2 separate regions of the Macaca fascicularis genome follow, and region 2 is linked to region 1. A link is a contact called in public Hi-C data. All regions are on one chromosome and are shown on one strand. Each heading gives the region's core, a stretch centred on a gene start, on an enhancer-like site or on the middle of the called end of the contact. The rest is flanking DNA. Distances are from core to core; before and after follow the strand shown.

Region 1 (4,093 bases), core at 64-2,563:
TGAAGACATGTATGTACGTGTAAGGATCAAATATATTTTTCATCCACTTACAAATGTATATGGTCATTTATAATTATTTAGAGTTACTGATAAATGTATACAAATACAGCATCAGCTCATCGAAAATCCTTGGAAGATCGAGGAAGTGAAGTTACTTCAGCAGCCAGGATAGTTACGAAAAACCCTGCAGAACAGTATGGAAAAGTACAGCTTCTCACGTGTCCCTCACATACACAAACACTTAGCTCTGAGTCCATTACAACCTTACGTCCCCCTCAAACTGCTCCCCTCCATCTCACAGCTGGGAGAAGTTGAACAACCTCCTAGTTGGTCCCCAAGAGACTCATCTACCTATTATTTTACTCCTCCCGCTTTGATCCCGATCCCGTCCCAGACTAAGGTGGCCCTACTGGCCCCAGGCAGATCACCCCCCCCCCCCACCCCCCGGCGTGCAAACTGGGAATCTAACCAATTCCCTCCATCCTTAACCATGTGAGCCATGCCATGATAACAGGCTGTTCACCAACTCTGTGAACTCCGTGGTCCTCCCACCCCCACGTGTCAGCTACCCTCCCCCACATTCCCACACCTCACGATTTAGGCCGAGGGAAGAAAGGGGGCAGTCGAAAGCCTGGCCCCTAAGAGATCAACCCACTGGAATCTGTCCCACTGAAAGTCCCCTCCCACCTTCGGCCCCTATCCCTTACAGTCCCTTCCTCCCTCCTTCCTTGGAAACCAGGCCCTTGCCTCAGAAACCTCCTCTTCCTCGTCGTCGTCGTCCTCTTCTTCCTCGCTGTTGTTACTGCTGGTGCCGCCGCCGCCACCTCCGCCTCCACCGCCGCCTCCACCGCCGCCTCCACCGCCGCCGCTGTTGTCGCTGTCGCTGCTGCTTTCGCTGCTGCTAGGGGGTCGGCAAGTCCGGTTACGCTTGGCCTTGTGGTGCTGCTGCTGCTGCGGCTTCTTCTTCAGGAGCAGGTCGCAGACTCGCACCATCCCACGAGGAGACGAGGCCGAGCGAGCTCCGCTGCTGCCGCCAACGCCGCCGCCGACCTCCGCCGCCGCGGGGGGGCCCGCCACAGCCGCCACCGCCGGGGGGCTCCCTTCTCCTTCTGCAGCCGTCGCCGCCGCCACCGGAACCGTCGCCTTCTCCATCCCCAGGGAAAGAGGGAGGGCGCGGACGGGGGAGGGGCGTGGGGGCTACGCTCTACCGCGACTTCGGCCGCACTGGGGCCGACACAGCAATCGGTGCCGTCTCCGCCGCCACCGCCTCGGTCACCTCTACTGCCGCCGCCGCCGCCGCTCCGCCAGCTCTCACCTCGTCTCGCGATACTAAGGGCGGGGAGCCTGACGATGGGAGGGAGGGAGAGGGAGGGAGCAAGGGAAGGGGGTGAGGCGTTTAAGAGGGATACCGGGTGTCGGGAGAACCAGAGAAGAGGAGACTAGAAAGCCGGGGAAGTGTGCCTGGGGCACGTTCCGAAGGGGAACGGCGGGGACAGATAAGGGGGGCGCGATTGCAGCCGGAGCGCCCGCGAGCTCCCGGATTTCTTCTCTTTCCTCTCTATTTCCCGCACACACAGCCCTGCAGCCCTCCCTTCTTCCTTCCTGGCTTGTGATTAGAACGCAGCCGCAGGCGGAAGTGCAGTGACGCCATCAGCCGTCGCCTGAGCCGTGGGGCGCGGGCGGCCGAAAGGCGAAAGTGAGATTTCGAGGGCCGGGTCTGGGGCCCCGCGGGCGCGCTGTGCTACGATGTGTGGGGAGTACGGGGAGGCTGGAGAGGAGCCGGCCCCGGGCAGTGTGAGGTGCGGAAGCGCGGTCCAGACACTTTGTTGACGGGAGGCCAGTCAGCCAGATCCGGGAGGTGGGGCCTCGTTCTGGACTGCTGTACGTAGTTTTATTCCTGGTCGTTTTTTTCGACCGCCAAATCTAGAGATAAAGCTTTGGATCATGAGAGATGGCGTCGTGTTGGGAAAAGAGCCTTCGTTACCTAAGTTTAAGCTTGGCTCATAGACATCCTCTACGAGTTTACACGTGTGTAATATGAAGGCAGTCGATTAGGAGATGTCTAAGATCATTACACCTCAAGTTTACGAGGGGAGGAAGACACGGGAAGGATGCGTGGTCTGTGCCAGACTTTGTAGACGATTCTCTGAATGACCCTGATTTAGCTCTTCTGGCCCTCTTAGATTCAACTTGGAAGCAGGCATAAATAATGATTATTGTCAGTATGCTTCTCTCGGAAGGAATATTGTGATGGGGGTTGTGGGTTCATTTTTAGGTGTCTAAAGAACTTTCAGGACTTTTGAAATGATAGTGGAGCCCATTGAACTCAGAATTATCCCTTTCTGGTCTAGTGGGAGTATAGTGGCATAAGGAAAATGAAGCAAACATCAAAGACAGATGTACTGGCACAAGATTAAAAGTATGTCTCAGCTGACATAGTTGCCATTTTAAGACTGCTAAGTTTAGCTGAATATGCCTGGATTTTTTTTTTTTTTTTAGCATTTTTTTCTTTTTAGCATTGGCATACCATATGAAATGTGGGCAGTTGCCAGTACTCTACAGAGTACCATGGCAGAATTGGCAATGACTAAATCAATTCATTCAAACAAAAATTCATCATGTGCCTACTGTGTGCATAATTTGTGGAATCAAAGTCTCTGTTTCCAGGGGCTTTACAGTGTAATAACTGCTATAGTAAATATATATGCAGAGTGGTAACCATCTGCCTATTCCTCTCCTACAGTCGTTGCTGAGTCCAGTGTAGAACAAAGCACTGCATTGTGTATCTCACCACTACTGATTTAGATTTTATAATTTCAGCTGCATCCCTCCCTCCTGCTTTGTATATTCTTCAGCATCTTTTTCTCCCTTTCCACTTGAATACTTTTTGCAGTCTTTAAATCCCAGCCCATTTCATTATATGACTTTTAACTTAGAACTTCACAGTTTTCCAAGTGCTAGAAATTTCCTGAGATTTCCTTTTCTCCAGTATCTAGGAATGAGAAACTCACTGTTAATATGTGAGATTAACGCTTCATACATATTCTAGTTCCAATACCCCTCTTTCTCATCCAGTAATTATCTTTTCTGTTGTCAACCTTCTACAAATTCTGGTTCCTTAACTAATTCTTCTGTAGCTTTCAGTTGTTTCCTTCACAAGCAAACTTTCTTTCCTTAAAAAGTATTCTATACTCAGGAGGCTGAAGCAGGAGAATCGCTTGAACCGGGGAGGCGGAGGTTGCAGTGAGCTGAGATCGTGCCACTGCACTCTAGCCTGGGCGACAGAGGGAGACTCCACCTCAAAAAAAAAAGTCTTCTACATTCAGTGTCTTTTTTGTTTTCTGAAATTGACTTGTCAGCACTCTGCAATCTAGTTCCCGTGTCTATCGTGCTACCAAAAATACTCTCTTTAAAGTAATCTCATTGTTTGGAAGAAAATGAGTTTTTTGCTCATTAGTATAATAGTGAAATGATGATCCTATTTCACTAGTAGGATAAAGTTCAAAACTACTAAAATGGACAAGGCCCGTAAAGTCACTTTCTTTTATTTTTATCTAACTTTTTTTTTCCCCGCTAGAACCTCTGGCAGGAACTGACTAGCCCATGAAACTTATTTCTTCCTGGGCACACAGCTAAACTAAATTTCATAGCTTTCCCTGTAGTTGGTTGTAGTCATGTGATGAACTACCTTTTTTTTTTTTTTTTTTTTTTTTTGAGAATGAGTTTAGCTCTTGTTGCCCGGGCTGGAATGCAATGGCACAATTTCAGCTCACCGCAACCTCCGCCTCCCGGGTTCAAGCGATTCTCCTGCCTCAGCCTCCCAAGTAGCTGGGATTACAGGCATGCACCATCACACGCAGCTAATTTTGTATTTTTAGTGGAGACACGGTTTCTCCATGTTGGTCAGGCTGATCTCGAACTCCCGACTTCAGGTGATTCCCCCGCCTCAGCTTCCCAAAGTGCTGGGATTACAGGCCAGAGCCACTGTGCCTGGCCGTGATTAACTTCTAGCCAATGAAATATGAATGGAAATGATGTGCTCATTTTTAGGGTTAATGAAGTCCTATTCTCCCTTACTCTTTCTTCATCAACC
Region 2 (3,647 bases), core at 235-2,734, 190 kb before region 1:
ATTCACAATGTATACTTATCCATGTGATCCTGGGTAAGTAACTTAACCTCTAAAATCAGGTTCCCTCACATAAAATATATAACAGCACCTACTTCACAGGGTTATAAGTATTAGATGAGAACTGCACCCTGAGCTTTACTGTTCCATCTTTAGATTTCCTAGTAATGTAAGCGGAGAAAACAGCTGTCTGTTAAGAACCTTCCACTGCGATAGCCACAAATCAAAAACAAAAATAGCATTTATTCCTGCCCTGTGTTCATTCTTCCTGTAAAATGGCTCACTGCCTTAATGTTGCTGCTGATTCCGTTCCTGTTTTGTTTCCGGTTTTTTTCCCCCATGCTCACAACTTGAAAACATGAAAGCCACTATTTTTGAAATATCCCATTTGAATAATCAAGCACTTGAACCCGTATTATCTGACCTGCTCTGATAATGTTGTGAAGTAGGCAAGGAAGGTACTGCTATCCTTATTCCTCAGAAAAAAGGATTCAGCAGTAAAAGTTCAAGTGACTGCGACCGACCAGACACAGTCTTAGTCGGGCCTGGACAGGAATCAAGTTCGCAAACTGTTAGTCCAGTAGTTTCTTCCTAATAAAAAAGATCAGCTGGAATACTTTGGGACGAAAGACGCTGCAGACATACTGGCTGTTAAAACTTTTAAGACATGAATTTTATAGGTTTCGCCAACACAATTTCTTCTGCGACTGATTTCTTTGACTCCGTTTCCCGAGAGCAAGTATAGTAACCACTTGTGCTTGGAGTACAAATCCAGTAGGACAAACGAAATGACAGGTACATGTATCACAAAATATTTAACACACCTAATGCTAGTTAAATTATTTTTAACGCTAAAATGGTCACAATGAAATGGTCACGATGATTAAGCATTAAGCACTGCAGCAGGCAACATCGTGGGATCGAAAACCCTGAGTGAATGTCGGCCTTCCTACGCCGCAGGTGTTGCAGCGCAGGGTACGCGCACGGCTCGGCGCCCCTCACCTTGGCCAGGATGTAGTGCTGGTAGGCGGCCAAAGGCAGCGTGACAGCACCCCGCAGGGCCACGGTGGAGAGCAGAATGCTGCCCCACCAGGGCAGGCCCGTGGTGGCCTGCACGCCGAGCAGTACTTCTTCCGCAACCCGCACCGGCGAAGACGCGGCCAGGGCCTCGTACCAGCCGTTCGCATGGACTGCACAGACTGGTGCCACTGCCCACACTGAGAGAGTGGGGCGTTTGGCGCCGCTCGTAGGAACCGGCGCAAGCGCCGGGTCCCTAGCCCGCAGCTGCAGGGCAGGGAGCGGCCGCAGCCACCGACCGCCGAGTCGGCACAGCATTTCTGCACCACGGCAGAGCCCGGAACCCGGGCTTCACAATCCTGCCGACATACACCAGCCAGCCAAAGCTGTTAACGCGCACGCTTCTGCAACAGCGGGCATAAAGCGCGGGCGTATCCGCCTGCAGCCGCGATTGACCTTCCCAGTCAAGCCGGTGACGTCTTGCGTCGCAGTTGATATGACGCAAGAGATAGGAAGGTCCCGCCTTTCCCACGCGGCACTGGGCAGGCCTACTGCGCACACGCGAAACTTCCCTCTGCTAGGGTGGTTACTCCGAGGCCGGACCAAAACTGCAGACATGGGTGGAGCCTGCTGCCCTCCGCGGGGCTGGGTGTTCTCTAGGGAGCGCTCGCCTTGCAAAGTTCATCTTCACCGTGTAACTTACCATTCTTTTTCACTAACGCTAATCGTCATTTGTAGGGGAATTATCTTTGCTCGGTGTTTTTTTTTTGTGACCAGAAGCTGATCCCCAACCTTTTTACGTGCACCTGATTGCTTCCGCTAGCGATTACGATAGGTTATAATACGCGAGTCACACGTTGCTAAAGTGCCGGCTTGTAGAGAGACGCATGTTTCTTGCTGACCCTGAGTGTTAATAAGCATACTTAAAGCACGAGGGGTAGTTCAGTCTCTTGTAGATTTAATTGACCCATCTGTTCCAGTTAGTATTTTGAACACCACCTGCAAACTGAATTTCTTCGATGTTTTGTCTTCCATGGTAAATAGCAGCAAAATCTTACAGTAAGATAAAAGTGTCGTCTCTTCATTTAAGGGAAACTGTCACTGGCAGTTCACTGGCAGTACGGTGAATTCCTCACTGGAGTTTACTTGTATCCTATATAAGCTTTAGAGAGCCCGAACAGCAGCATTGGCTGTCTTCTGGTTAAAAGGAATACGTTGAATCTACATGAACTATATAGTTTTTACTTTTGTGTTCTTGGAAACAACAAAATGGAATGTCGTGGAGGAGTTTCCCCACCGAAGGGTCACCCCTAGACTACATACCAAAATATGTTGTGAGGAGTAAACCTTGATTTTATTTATTTATTTAGGAAAAGAAGCCTCCAACAAATGTTGGGTAATGTCAAACGGCAGCTATCGTTTGCCCTTCACTGTGCACCTAACCAAGGGTACCCTACGATAACTTTCTCAGGATTCTGGAATTCATGTGCTTTCCAAACTGACTGATATATCTATACATGAATTTTTAAATTCTTAAAGTCTTAAGCAAGACTCCCATCTCTTAAAAAAAAAAAAAAAAAAAAAAAAAAAAAGCTGTAAGCTGTTCATTTCCTAAGATTTAATTTTGTGGAGTTGTATCAGGGGTCAGAAATGAGACTTTAGTGTGGGAACACATTTTTTGCTATGTATTGTGTTCATATATTACATTCTTATTTTAAAGTATTTCCTTAAGTTTGAATATTGTGATCTAAATAAAATTTGTGAATATTTAGTTTCTGCTAATTTCATATATTTGTATAAACACATTTCTTAATCCATATAATAGGGATGACCAGAACTTGCTATCTACTTGGTAGAGGATGTTGGGGGAAGTATTTGTCAATTTTAAAGCCCAATGCAAAAGAAAGTGTTACTACTAATGTATAGGCACTGTTTATACAACATTGTGATTATCTTGTATCTTTTGTTTCAGAGTACAGTATAAAATGATCTACAACTATTGAGTGAACCAACTGAAATCGTTTGTCAATCCTCTTTGCAAATGAACTTGTTCAATGTATTAAAACATTTTTAAAAGTTCAACATTTATAATTAGCTTATTCCAGTCTTTGATATCAGTGTTATGTCAGTTAATTTCTCAACTTTAAATTCCTTAAGAAGAGACTATGTATTACATTTTCTTTCTGCAGTCTCTGTAATTCTTAACTATCATGGTGCCAAACACAGGAATGGAGCTTGCTATGGACTGAATGTTTTTGTCCTCCCCAGATTCTTTTCTGAAACCCAAAGGTGATGATATTTGGAGGTAGGGCCTTTGGGAGGTAATTGGTCTTAAAGGTAGAGCTCTCGAATTGGGTAAGTGCCCTCATAAGAAGAAACAAGGCTGGGCATGGTGGTTTACGCCTGTAAATCCCTGTGCTTTGGGAGGCTGCGTGGGGAGGATCACATGAACCTAGGAGTTTGAGGTTGCAGTGAGCTATGATCACGCCACTGCACTCCAGCCTGGGTGACAGAGCAAGATCCTGTCTCTTAAAAAAAACAAAAACAAAAACAAAAGCAACAAAAAAAAGGAAAAGACAAAAGCAAGATGACCTTTTTCTGCCCTACATGAAGAAATTGAAAAGGAGACAGCC

Evidence for each region. Hi-C and Micro-C count contacts between places; a contact is called where the count stands out from the background.
Region 2: a contact with region 1 is called in a Hi-C map of liver, with 2.3 times the contacts expected there. The contact joins the promoter of COX18 here to the promoter of ANKRD17 in region 1. A contact is called at or near these places in 2 of 2 Hi-C or Micro-C datasets (liver and skeletal muscle).

What each region holds. Positions count from the first base shown.
Region 1 is chr5:60,724,999-60,729,091 of T2T-MFA8v1.1, reverse strand. ANKRD17 (ankyrin repeat domain 17) reads right to left here and starts at 1,313. Exons shown (of 33, transcript XM_045392508.3): 1 at 748-1,313. The coding sequence starts at 1,152. LOC141410304 (a long non-coding RNA gene) reads left to right here and starts at 1,639. Exons shown (of 2, transcript XR_012434879.1): 1 at 1,639-3,181; 2 at 3,800-4,093.
Region 2 is chr5:60,913,838-60,917,484 of T2T-MFA8v1.1, reverse strand. COX18 (cytochrome c oxidase assembly factor COX18) reads right to left here and starts at 1,484. Exons shown (of 5, transcript XM_074039889.1): 1 at 1,000-1,484. The coding sequence starts at 1,184.